3 separate regions of the Hordeum vulgare genome follow, and all the other regions are linked to region 1. The links are chromatin contacts, called in public Hi-C maps. All regions are on one chromosome and are shown on one strand. Each heading gives the region's core, a stretch centred on a gene start, on an enhancer-like site or on the middle of the called end of the contact. The rest is flanking DNA. Distances are from core to core; before and after follow the strand shown. Region 1 holds the start of LOC123447380. Region 2 holds the start of LOC123447378 (zinc finger protein ZAT6-like). Region 3 has its middle 21 kb from the start of LOC123449854.

Region 1 (3,278 bases), core at 616-3,115:
TATTTGCTTATGCTGATGTAGGTGATGCGTTGTTACAGGGTTTTCTGTAATGGTTCGCTGTATCAGGACTCCTTTTTTTTTGCAATGGACGTTTAGATTATTTATTATATATAAAAACATTTCGTTTTTGTTGGAAAGGGAAGAGGACCCGCGGGGGGTGTACAAACAGCCTGTCGGTCCAAAAATGAAACAAACAGCCTGTCGGTCCAAAAATGAAACAAACAGCGGAAGTCGACACGGCAAGCATATAGTCGGCCCACTGCCATTCAAGTCAATCCAAAACTTCACTGCATAACCGTACGTTCTTCTGTCGCATACTACTTTAGGACATGGTACGGAGTGTCTCCTCGAATTGCATGGGTGCAGTAACAAGGCGAAAGAGGTTAAAGGAGATATCATACTGAGTGCGTACATGAGCTCGTGACCCCAAAAAATCAACTCCTTCGATCACAAAATAGTTATTTTAATTTTATACTAGGTTTAATATAATATTATATTAATCTTAAGACGTTTATTTTGAGACGGAAGGAGTAATAATAGTAAAAAGAAGAGAACCACCTATAGATCAGGCGACTGAGAATATTGTAATTTGGATGGATTTCGTCTCTCCGTTGACCCTTGTTAGAATTGAAAAAATCAGTTATGTTAGGAATAGCAAAACCGGCCAAAACGAAGAACGGAGAAGCAACAGGTACACTGATATTATTACAATCGAGCCGTTATTACATGCCGTACGGATTGATGTACCAGGAATATTATATTAATATAAATTATTTGAGGAATATTAACCGGTGAAACCACAATGCCAACTAGCTGCCTGCAATATGACGCAAGAACACAAATGTACCGAGAGCAGCCGGTGTGGTGATACAAGTTCGATCGCCCACATAGAAGATTATATTTGTTCCTCAATGTTTCCGTCCGCGACACCTGCATGGATTAATCACAAAGTTAATTGGGTTATGAAGCTATAGGTTGGATGAATTTAATTATTTGCTACTAATAATAATTAAAAAAAAAAGATAGATAAGCGCGAGTCGTAGATGAAGTGATTAGTCTCACCTGTGCAATATGATCGGCAATAGCCGGCCGGGCGACGCTAGCTAACTAGAGGCGCAGCTCGAGGTCCAGCGCCTCGCCGCCGCCGCTGCTAGGGATGGAGGCCCTTGACCAGCCCACCACGCCGTCGCGGCCAGTGGATGGGTCCATGACCGGCGCGGGTTCCACGAAGCGTGGAGCGCGGCCGCCTCCCCACCTCTCCAGCCTGCAGTCATCGGTGGCTGGAGCCGCTGCGGCACCACCGCCGTGCGAGGTGATATAAGTGCACATGGACCAGCCGGCGGCGGAATCGCGCGACGGCCCGGTGGCGGCACCTCCCAACGGGGTGTCGTTGCTGTAGGGGTCGCCGAGGAATCCGGCGAGGCGGTCCTTGCGGTGCGCGTTCTGGTGGCCGCCGAGCGCCTGCGACTTGAGGAAAGTCTTGTCGCAGAAGAGGCACTGGAACAGCCGCACCTTCTTGCCGTCCACGCACACCGTCTGCGCTTCCTCGTCGTACCGGTCTAGCCTTCGGCCCACCGGCGTCGACGCCAGCAATAGATCCGCCTCCGCCGCGGCCGCCGCTTGCGCATGGAACCACGTCGACGAGGCTCTCTCCATCGAGGTATATAATATTGTGTATGCCAAGGTAGCTGCTGCTCCTAGGACTGGTAGCAGCGGCGTTCCTATATATGGATTCTCGATGGGTATACCACCACTCCTAAATCCTCTCAAGTGAGAAAACAGAGATGTGCTACAGTAGTGCGGACTGTGCATATATTAAAGTGAAGCTAAGCTAGTGACCGGACCCCGGAGAGCAGCTCATTGTGGAGGATGTGCTTGCAAGAAAATTCCAAAAACCGCTGCACTACATGTTTTGCTAACTTTCTATTTGGACGAATCTGATCCCCTAACTCAGTGTTTGTTGTCCACGAAAAATAATTCAGACTTTGTCCTTTTCCAGTTTAGCAACAAAAAAATAAAAATAAAATTCAAAAATAGCAACACTCAATTTTTTTTATTTCATGATATCGTCATTTTCCAATGACACTCTTCCATTTAAGGGGTCGATGTGTATGTCTTGCGAGGAAGTGCTTTTTAGCCTAGGGTCCTAAATTATTTGCACTCTCTTAACAAACACCAGATCGTACGTTCTCGCCACCGCCCTCCACTCCACGCCATTTGCCCTCATCATCACCTCATTAATGGCGAATCTAGAATGGAAACCGAGGGTGTGCTAAAGGTAGCAACCTAGACCAAAGCGCGTATACTGTGTTAATTTTGTGCTATAAGTAAATGAGAATTTGTGAGCTAACTCGTAACAAATGCAGTGCAGAACATAATTAAAATACCAAATTCGTTATTCTATGGGCGCCTGAAACTATTTCCGGCCGTCAGTCGATTCCGGAGGTGAGGCGAATTATAATGCAGCCGTCAATCGATTCTAGAGCTCCAGGGTGATAACCTGTGTATAATTGATCTGATTTTCTTTTTAAAAGGAGGATTACCTCCTGCCTGTGCATCAACACGATGCATACGACCCCTTTATTAATAAAAGGCAAACAAAACATAGTTTCATAAAGTCTCCGACAAATTAATGTAAATGCAAAGGTAAAGGAAAAGGTGCCACAACGGTAAAAATAGGCCTAGAAGACTACTCCTCTATCCTATTACTGGACTGCCATCCAAACCGGTTGAAGATCCCGTGCTACCGTCTCCCATCGGATAGACCTAGTAACCAAAGGCTCCCTGGTTTTCGCATGAGTGAGTAATGACCATATACGGATCAATGTCGCCGCTCTATGTAGTACCTGCAAAAAATGCATGTTCGTATGTCTGTCAAAACCACATCATTCCTACAGTTCCATATAGCCCACAACAATGCACAGACTCCAATACGAATGTGTCTAGCACTAATCGTATCAACTCCATCAGAGCAAGTACAATAAGGTACAATCAGCAGACTGTAAGGATTAAGATATTATATTTTTGTTGAGTTGGATGAGAAAGAAGAGAAGAGAGAAAGGAAGCGGGCTCTTCGTGAAGAGCTAGCTCTGACACGTGCTCCTAGGTGCTTTGTGAGAATGAAAGGTGGGCCATATATGATAAAAGTAGTACTCTTTTGTAGCTAACTATTGTACAAGCTACCTATAAGAGCAAGTACAATAGTATAGCCAGCTGCTGGCTATAAGCCATTGCCATGTCATCTATAGCCCATCTTATAGCCAACATGTATAATAGTT
Region 2 (3,420 bases), core at 213-2,712, 270 kb after region 1:
CTGTTAGAGTTGCTCTTATCGTCGGCCCTGGCATCTGAGTCATTCCACTGCACCACTTGCACGGGTTTGTGGCACATTATTGTACTGTAGCAATCCTTCGAATCCCATACCTGGGTGGAGTAAGGGATAAAGGTGGACGGTCGACTGGCTGCCTTGTGGCAACCTCATCACTAGTACTGCTTTATTATTACCAAATCAAGCAGAAGAGAGTATGCTTGTTTACTTGTTTGGTCCGTTGGTCGTACTGCTATACGTACGTACGCGCGAATTGGCGAAACGTGGTGATAAGTTCCATCGACGACATGTGCACGTACGGCACATATTTTGGAGACTCTGAGGAAGATAGACGAGCATAAATACAGTGCGTGCATGGGCAACTTGCGCATGAAACCGTAAAAACGGAGTTCGTCATAGCAAAACACGCAGCAAGGAAGGTGAAGAATAAGCGGTAAACATGTGCATATTACAATCCAGAAACCGCTAGAAGATAGTATCCTTCCAGAAGTTCATCCATTGCCTGTTGCGCATCTGATACCCCCCCTCTCCACCATCTTCAGCATCTGGGCACGCTTTGTCCGTCAAGATTGCTAGTACACAAGTTGAAAGATCACTGCAGCAGGATCGTCGGGGAAATCTCAGTCTAGACCGAAGTGCATTTCTACTCTAGCACACAGATGCACAGGCTTACGCTGGGAGGAGGGGAAAAGAAGTATGGTCCCGAAATGACATTACCTGCGCGATATGGCAGCAGCTAGCCGACGCTAGCTACAGTCGCAGCTCGAGGTCCAACGCCTCGCCGGCCCCGCTTGCGGCGGAAGCCCTTGGCCAGCCCACCACACCGTCGCGTCCAGCGTACGGGTCCTGGGGCGGCGCGTGCTCCGCGAACCGGCTAGCGCCGCCGCCCAACCCCCTCCTTTCTGGCCTGCAGGCATCGGCCGCGGTCACGCCACCACCGCCGTGCGAGACGATGGAGACGCCCAAGTCGCCCGACGGCCCGTTGGAGGCCGCCGCGACGGCGGCGCCTCCGAATGGGCTGTCCTTGTGGTAGGGGTCGGAGAGTAAACCGGCGAAGCGGTCCTTGCGGTGCGCGTTCTGGTGGCCGCCCAGCGCCTGCGACTTGAGGAACGTCTTGTCGCAGAAGAGGCACTGGAACAGCCGCACCGGCTTGCCGTCCACGCACGTCATGGGAACCAACTCCTCGACCAGATCCCGGTCGTGGCTTCTGCCCGCCGGCGCCAACGCCAGCGACAGATCCGGCACCGCCGCCGCTTGTACATGGAACCACGACGACAGGTCCTTCTCCATTGAGTCAAGAGTATGTTCTCAAGCAGGTACTACTGTAGTCTCACGTACAGTACTACAGAACACAAGAATGTTGGTTACTTAACGGATGATAGCCAAGGAATGGTAACAGCGGTGCTCCTCTAATGGGAAAAGGAGTAGATATGGGCTGAACTGACCTGAGAATGAGATCCGGTTTGATGGGTATAAATAATGCTCTGAACCTCCTTTGCACCCACTTGAGGACGTACTGAATCCTTCCAAGCGAGAGGAAACAAAGATGTGCTACAGTACCGCAGTCAAGCAAGTTAAAAAGGGTTTGATGCGCTTTGCTGGCTTGCAGCGTCTTCTGTGTTGTTCGGTTTTTTTTTCTTAAGTGTTCCCGTCGTTTTAAATTTTTCGACGATTATATTTTTCAAAAAGTCAAACATCTTTATGTTTGACCAAATTTATTGACCAATATCGGTAGCAATAGATTCTTGATGAAATGAATTTTCATATTTTATTTAACTGTTATGGTGGATGTCGATAATTTTGGCTGTGAAGTTGGTCAATGTTCAATAATTTGACTTTTAAAAAAAAATACATCTTATGTTTTGAAACTGAGGGAATAATTGGTTTGACTAGTGGAACAAATGATGATGTGTTTTCTTCTATATAACGTGGTGTGTTAGTGGGCCATTTGCACTGTGATTTTGTGTTATCTATTAATCTATCCATACTGGACTAAGAAAAACTAAACAGCTCATACTATGTGAGAAAATTTTCTACGTCAATGGCTGCATCTATTATATTGATCCTATAGTTTCATATGTTGGTGCTTCCTGCTTTTCTAGGCGATGTGAAGTCGGGCAGACTTGATATGTTTTTATAGGCCGGTTATTGGCAATTGATTTGAAGAAAGGCTGCCCCGATCAAAATATGACGCAATTCCAAAATTGAATACCCCAGTCGAATGGGAGAGCTCTAAAATTAGTAAGCAAAGTGAATTAAAAGATTTTAATGCGAGAACTCCTTGAGAAACTATTGACCTGGTCAAAATTGAGTGACCGAGTTCCATAATAGAGACATAAATTGACTGTGAGGCCTTCAAAATTAAGAAGTATAGTATAGTTAATAAAAGTAGAATCCTTACAAATAGATATAAAATAGCATTAAGTTCTCAGACCATTAATGCCAATTACATACTCCTCCATCACAGTTTAAAAGGCATGGTTAAATTTACGTGCATTTTCACAATAGACAAGGTTTAAGGCGCATTGCATTTACTCCTAGCAGCTAATTAGAACTCCGTTGTACTGCTTCTATATGCATGCGTAGTGTGAATGTTATTTTTCAGCCTATCTTACAGCCAATCAAAAACCACCTAGGTTCGAGAGAATTTCCAAGCATGCATTCTAAAATGTGACAGAGGGAGTATCACTATTACTTTGATTTTTCAAGGGGGTGACTGACCGTGTCGTGGCCTAGAGGGTACTAGCCTAGTCGGCCCATGCTTCTCGGATTGGACCAATGGGCCCTCATAGTTGTGATCTTCATTGGGTTTTTCTCCAAAGATGAGGGGATGATGCAACACAATAGATGTAAGTATTTCCTTTAGTGAGAAGCAAGGTTATCGAACCAATAGGAGAACCGCGCAATTTCCCGCCTTTAGCGCCTACGCACAAAATAGCACACACTTGCGCCCAACGCGGGAAAGAGGGTTGTCAATCCCCTTGAACTCGTTACTTGCAAGCGATAAGTAGTGATAGATAGATAGTGTAATATATTAAATATAAAAAGTAAATACAAATAATAAAAGGCAACACGATATTTAGAGTTTTGTTAAATATATTTATTAGGAGGTCTCGGGGCCACAGTTTTCGCTAAAGGCTTCTCTATCGTAGAAAGCATACGGTGGGTAAATAAATTATTGTCGGACAATTGATATAAAAACGCATACTTATGCAATATATATTCATGGCATTGATCATTACATATAGGCATCACGTCTGTTAGCAAGTAGACTGACTCCAGCCTGCATCTACTACTAATACTCCGCCAATCGACCGGTATCGAGCATGCATCTAGAGTATTATGTAAAACAGAGTAATACTTGGAGGATGATGACATGATGTAGACAAAGTAAATCCAATAAAT
Region 3 (3,627 bases), core at 465-2,964, 350 kb after region 1:
GAGTTGCACCTCACCCGCTCACAGACGTCGTCGGGGCCCATCGGCCCCCACCTATGAGTTAAGCCACCCCATGGCATCTGTCCCGGAAATACCACGACACACTCTCTTACAGGATTTGGCTTGGTAGAAGAGGATGATTGGGTGGAAAGGAACTTGAGGAGGCTAGAAATCAAGAATCATATGGTAGGAATGGAATCTCTTGATCTCAACACATGAGTCGGTGGTGTCCTCTCAGAAAATGAGTTGTGGAAGTGTAGTTTCGTTCTGATGGCTCTCTCAAAGAAAAAGTGGTGGTGGAGGGGTATTTATAACCTTCACCGAAAATCCAACCATTACAATATTACTGCACAACGCGGTGACACCGAAGTATAATCTCGGTGGTACCAACTAGTGCAAAAGATTGCCGCTTTTCGTTTTTTGTTGAGACCAAAGGAAACATCTCGGAGAGACCGATTTAGTTCACCTTAAGCATCCCCAAAGACTCGGAGGTTCCGATTGTTTCATCTCGGAGACTCCAAAATTAATGCAATCGACTCCGGCAAGTTGGTCACTGCTTTTCGGTTCCACCGAACGAGGTCTTGGCACCGAGAAGTTAGGCTTTGACTTAGGGGCTCTATCATAGGTGACTCGGTGGCACTGAAAGAGAAACTTCGGTTGGACCGATTAGGCTTTAGGGTTTTTGGACAAAAATTATGTGAGAATGTGGTTGAGGGTTTTTGGTGGAAAATCTCTAAGCACGTGAGCAACCAGATCGTCATCAATACCTCATTCCCTTTTAATAGTATTGGCTTTCCAATGGACTAAATGTGATCAAGATCCTTTTAATAGTATTAACTTTCCTATGAACTCAATGTGATCAAGATCACTTAAAGCAAAATGTAGAGTATTGAAGCTTTTGCCAATATGTCTCCTTTGCATCATAGGGGTTCCACATCACACATCCTAGCCAAGCCAATCATTGAACTTCTCTGAAATGTACTTGAGAGAAACATTAGTTCAATGACATATTAATTACCAAAACCACCAAGGGATTAAATGCACTTTCAGTAGGCCTCTGCGCTACACACCATGAGCACCAGGTGAGGTCCGATGCCACCCATGTTGTGCAGCTGCCCCAAGTTGACCAGGAGGCACCACTGTTGAGCTAACACTGTGCAACCCCGACCGCCCATCGTACCTTTCTATCGCCATGAGGGGCGGTACACTGGTTGCGAACCGTCGCTCCAGAATCCCCCATCCACGAGCAGCCAACCCACGGGGTGAGAGAAGGAAATCCTGCCACCGTTGACCTGCCCAATGGAGTATACCGGCGACGACGGGGGAAAGGGTCAAGAGAAGAGGTGGGAAGGCCGGGGGAGCCACCACCACCACCCGGGTCGTCTAGAGGAAGGAATGACGCGGTTGCCAGGTTAGTGCCCGTTATGAAGAAAAGTAGGGGGGCAATCTTACACCATTGTGTAGTAAATTTTAGAAGTCAAAAGGAGGGATGTGTAGGGTTTTCTTTTTTAACAAAAATGTGTTGGAAAATAAGTAATGCCCTAATTAATATAGCGAGGTAGAGGGATAGAAGCAAAGGGTTTGCCTTCATTTATCATCATTTACATTGGAACATTGCTTTAGTAGGGCCCCGATGGCCGGGACCAAATAATCACCCGTCACTAGTCACGCTAGCCGTAGCCGATCCCTGGTGAGCAAGCCACACAGGGAACAGCTAGCCGTGCCTGGGTACGTGTTGCTTCGACATGCAATGAGAATGCAACAATGGGTAACCCACACTACCGGCCAAGCAAAATTTCGTTTGCCAAGTGACGTACAAGCAGGGGTACATATGTGATTTTTTATGCTAGTACCGGCCTATAATTGGAGTGGAGGGGACCTGAGTACAGGTCAGCCAGCAATGTATCCGTCAGCTAGTGCGCACCACACATCCTCTGATCGGTCGACTTAATCTTCTCCCTGTATCTGTATCTTGTCCTCTCTCCTTTTTGGCGGGGCCTATCTTGTGGTCCGTGTCAATTTGTTTGATAGCAGTCCGTCAATGAATATTTGGCGTTGCCGGCAGACAGCAGAACAACATGACAAGCAAAGTTTATTTTAAACCTTGAATTTAATTATAAAGGTCCCTTACCCTTAAACTATACATTCCGGATTTTAATTAAACCTTGAGACATAAAAACTTTGACGTGGCAAATATCAACGGGATTCGGCTGACTGATGGGCCGTAGTCATAAAAACGCTGATGTTTGCACCCTGAAATATTAAAAATGTGTGCAAGATGATTCAAATCCATAGACTTTTTATTTGAAAACCGTGAACTTTTTTCCAATATCATTTAACTTTTCCTGAATCCGTGAATTCTTTTTATTCAAATTTTGTCAACTTTGTTTTATAGTTGTTGGACTCTTTTCTGTGAACCTTTTTCAATTGATGAGGTTTTTTCAAAATCAATGAAATTTTACCATATTCATGAACGTTTTTTTTTAAACAATGAACTATATATCATGGACACATTTCTTAAATATGTAAACATTTTATTAATTTGACAAGCATTTTTTGATTGTACAGGCATTTTATAAAAACAAATACGATCACATTTTATATACTACGCTGCCTCGCCTCCGCACGCTCATCCCGTGCGCTGCCTCGCCCCGATCCTGCCGGCCCAGCATGCCCGCCCATGTCGCTCCGCTACCGCCGGCTCAGCGCACCTGCGCACGTCGCCGCCGCCGCTGCCTACTGATGACGACACTACCACCAGTGGCCCTGTGTGATTGCCCGCGCGCGGCGTTCGGCTTCGGCTCGCTGCTGCCGACGTACGTGCATCATGGCTGGCTGCTGCCTGCGTACGTGCGTGCATGCAGGAGGTATGGTCGGCTGCTGCCTGCGTACGTACGTGCATGGCCGGTCGGGTGCACTACGTACGTGCGTGCGTGCCTGGCCGCCTGCATGGCACATCAAAAAATATAAAAATATAAATTAAAACAAAAAAAAATAACCAACGAACTAGGTTGTTGGGTTCGAAATAATCAGCAAACTAGACGGGTCTAGACTTTTTCCCGCGCGCCAGCACAACTAACCCCAGTCCGTTGTTCGAAAAAAACAATCCCGGACATCCTTTGCAATCCCGGTTTGACAAACAATCCCAGGGTTCGATTTAGACCGGGATTGTATAGTTCAGGGTGCAAACGACAGGGATTTGGACTTGAGGGTTTGATTCGCCGAACTTCTACGAGTTCAGGGTTTAAAATGGACTTTTTCCGCTGCAACATCACAGACTACTATGGTTCTATGCGTGTCATTGCCTTCCTCCTTATCACCCATTAATCAGTCCATTGTCATCGTGTGTGATCATTGCGACTAAGAACGGGCAATGATATTCCTCTCACGAGGATAGATGACAGAAAGTTTTGAAAGGGCCGTTTAAAACTGCCACGCTTGGACAAATTAACAGCTTGTTTGGTTCATAGGAGGTCTCACGGTGGAACTGATCCATCCATCGACTTGGAGAGCTTCATCGTACTGGTCATCGCATATGGAAGGTCTGCGACGCATGGAATGCGAAGGTATTTCGCGGACAGGGTATTCACTCCGTCACTTCACTATTTCAACAATTAACTCCTCCTTTAT

What was found. Hi-C and Micro-C count contacts between places; a contact is called where the count stands out from the background.
Region 2: a Hi-C map of leaf shows a contact between it and region 1, with 3 times the contacts expected there. The contact joins the promoter of LOC123447378 here to the promoter of LOC123447380 in region 1. A contact is called at or near these places in 6 of 6 Hi-C or Micro-C datasets (leaf, seedling and an unstated tissue).
Region 3: a Hi-C map of leaf shows a contact between it and region 1, with 6 times the contacts expected there. The contact joins the enhancer-like site here to the promoter of LOC123447380 in region 1. A contact is called at or near these places in 2 of 6 Hi-C or Micro-C datasets (leaf and seedling).

The regions. Positions count from the first base shown.
Region 1 is chr4H:592,783,119-592,786,396 of MorexV3_pseudomolecules_assembly, reverse strand. It overlaps LOC123447380, which reads right to left and starts at 1,865. Exons shown (of 2, transcript XM_045123978.1): 1 at 1,063-1,865; 2 at 669-930. The coding sequence starts at 1,812. The coding sequence ends at 1,108.
Region 2 is chr4H:592,516,299-592,519,718 of MorexV3_pseudomolecules_assembly, reverse strand. It overlaps LOC123447378 (zinc finger protein ZAT6-like), which reads right to left and starts at 1,462. Exons shown (of 2, transcript XM_045123975.1): 1 at 733-1,462; 2 at 393-610. The coding sequence starts at 1,305. The coding sequence ends at 766.
Region 3 is chr4H:592,432,523-592,436,149 of MorexV3_pseudomolecules_assembly, reverse strand. No RefSeq gene overlaps it. Among protein-coding and RNA genes, the nearest start is that of LOC123449854, 21 kb to the right of the region's middle. Within about 2 kb of position 1,714, at least 3 of the 3 cell types and tissues checked have open chromatin away from gene starts, as enhancers often do. A contact at or near this core is called in leaf and seedling, where this site is marked.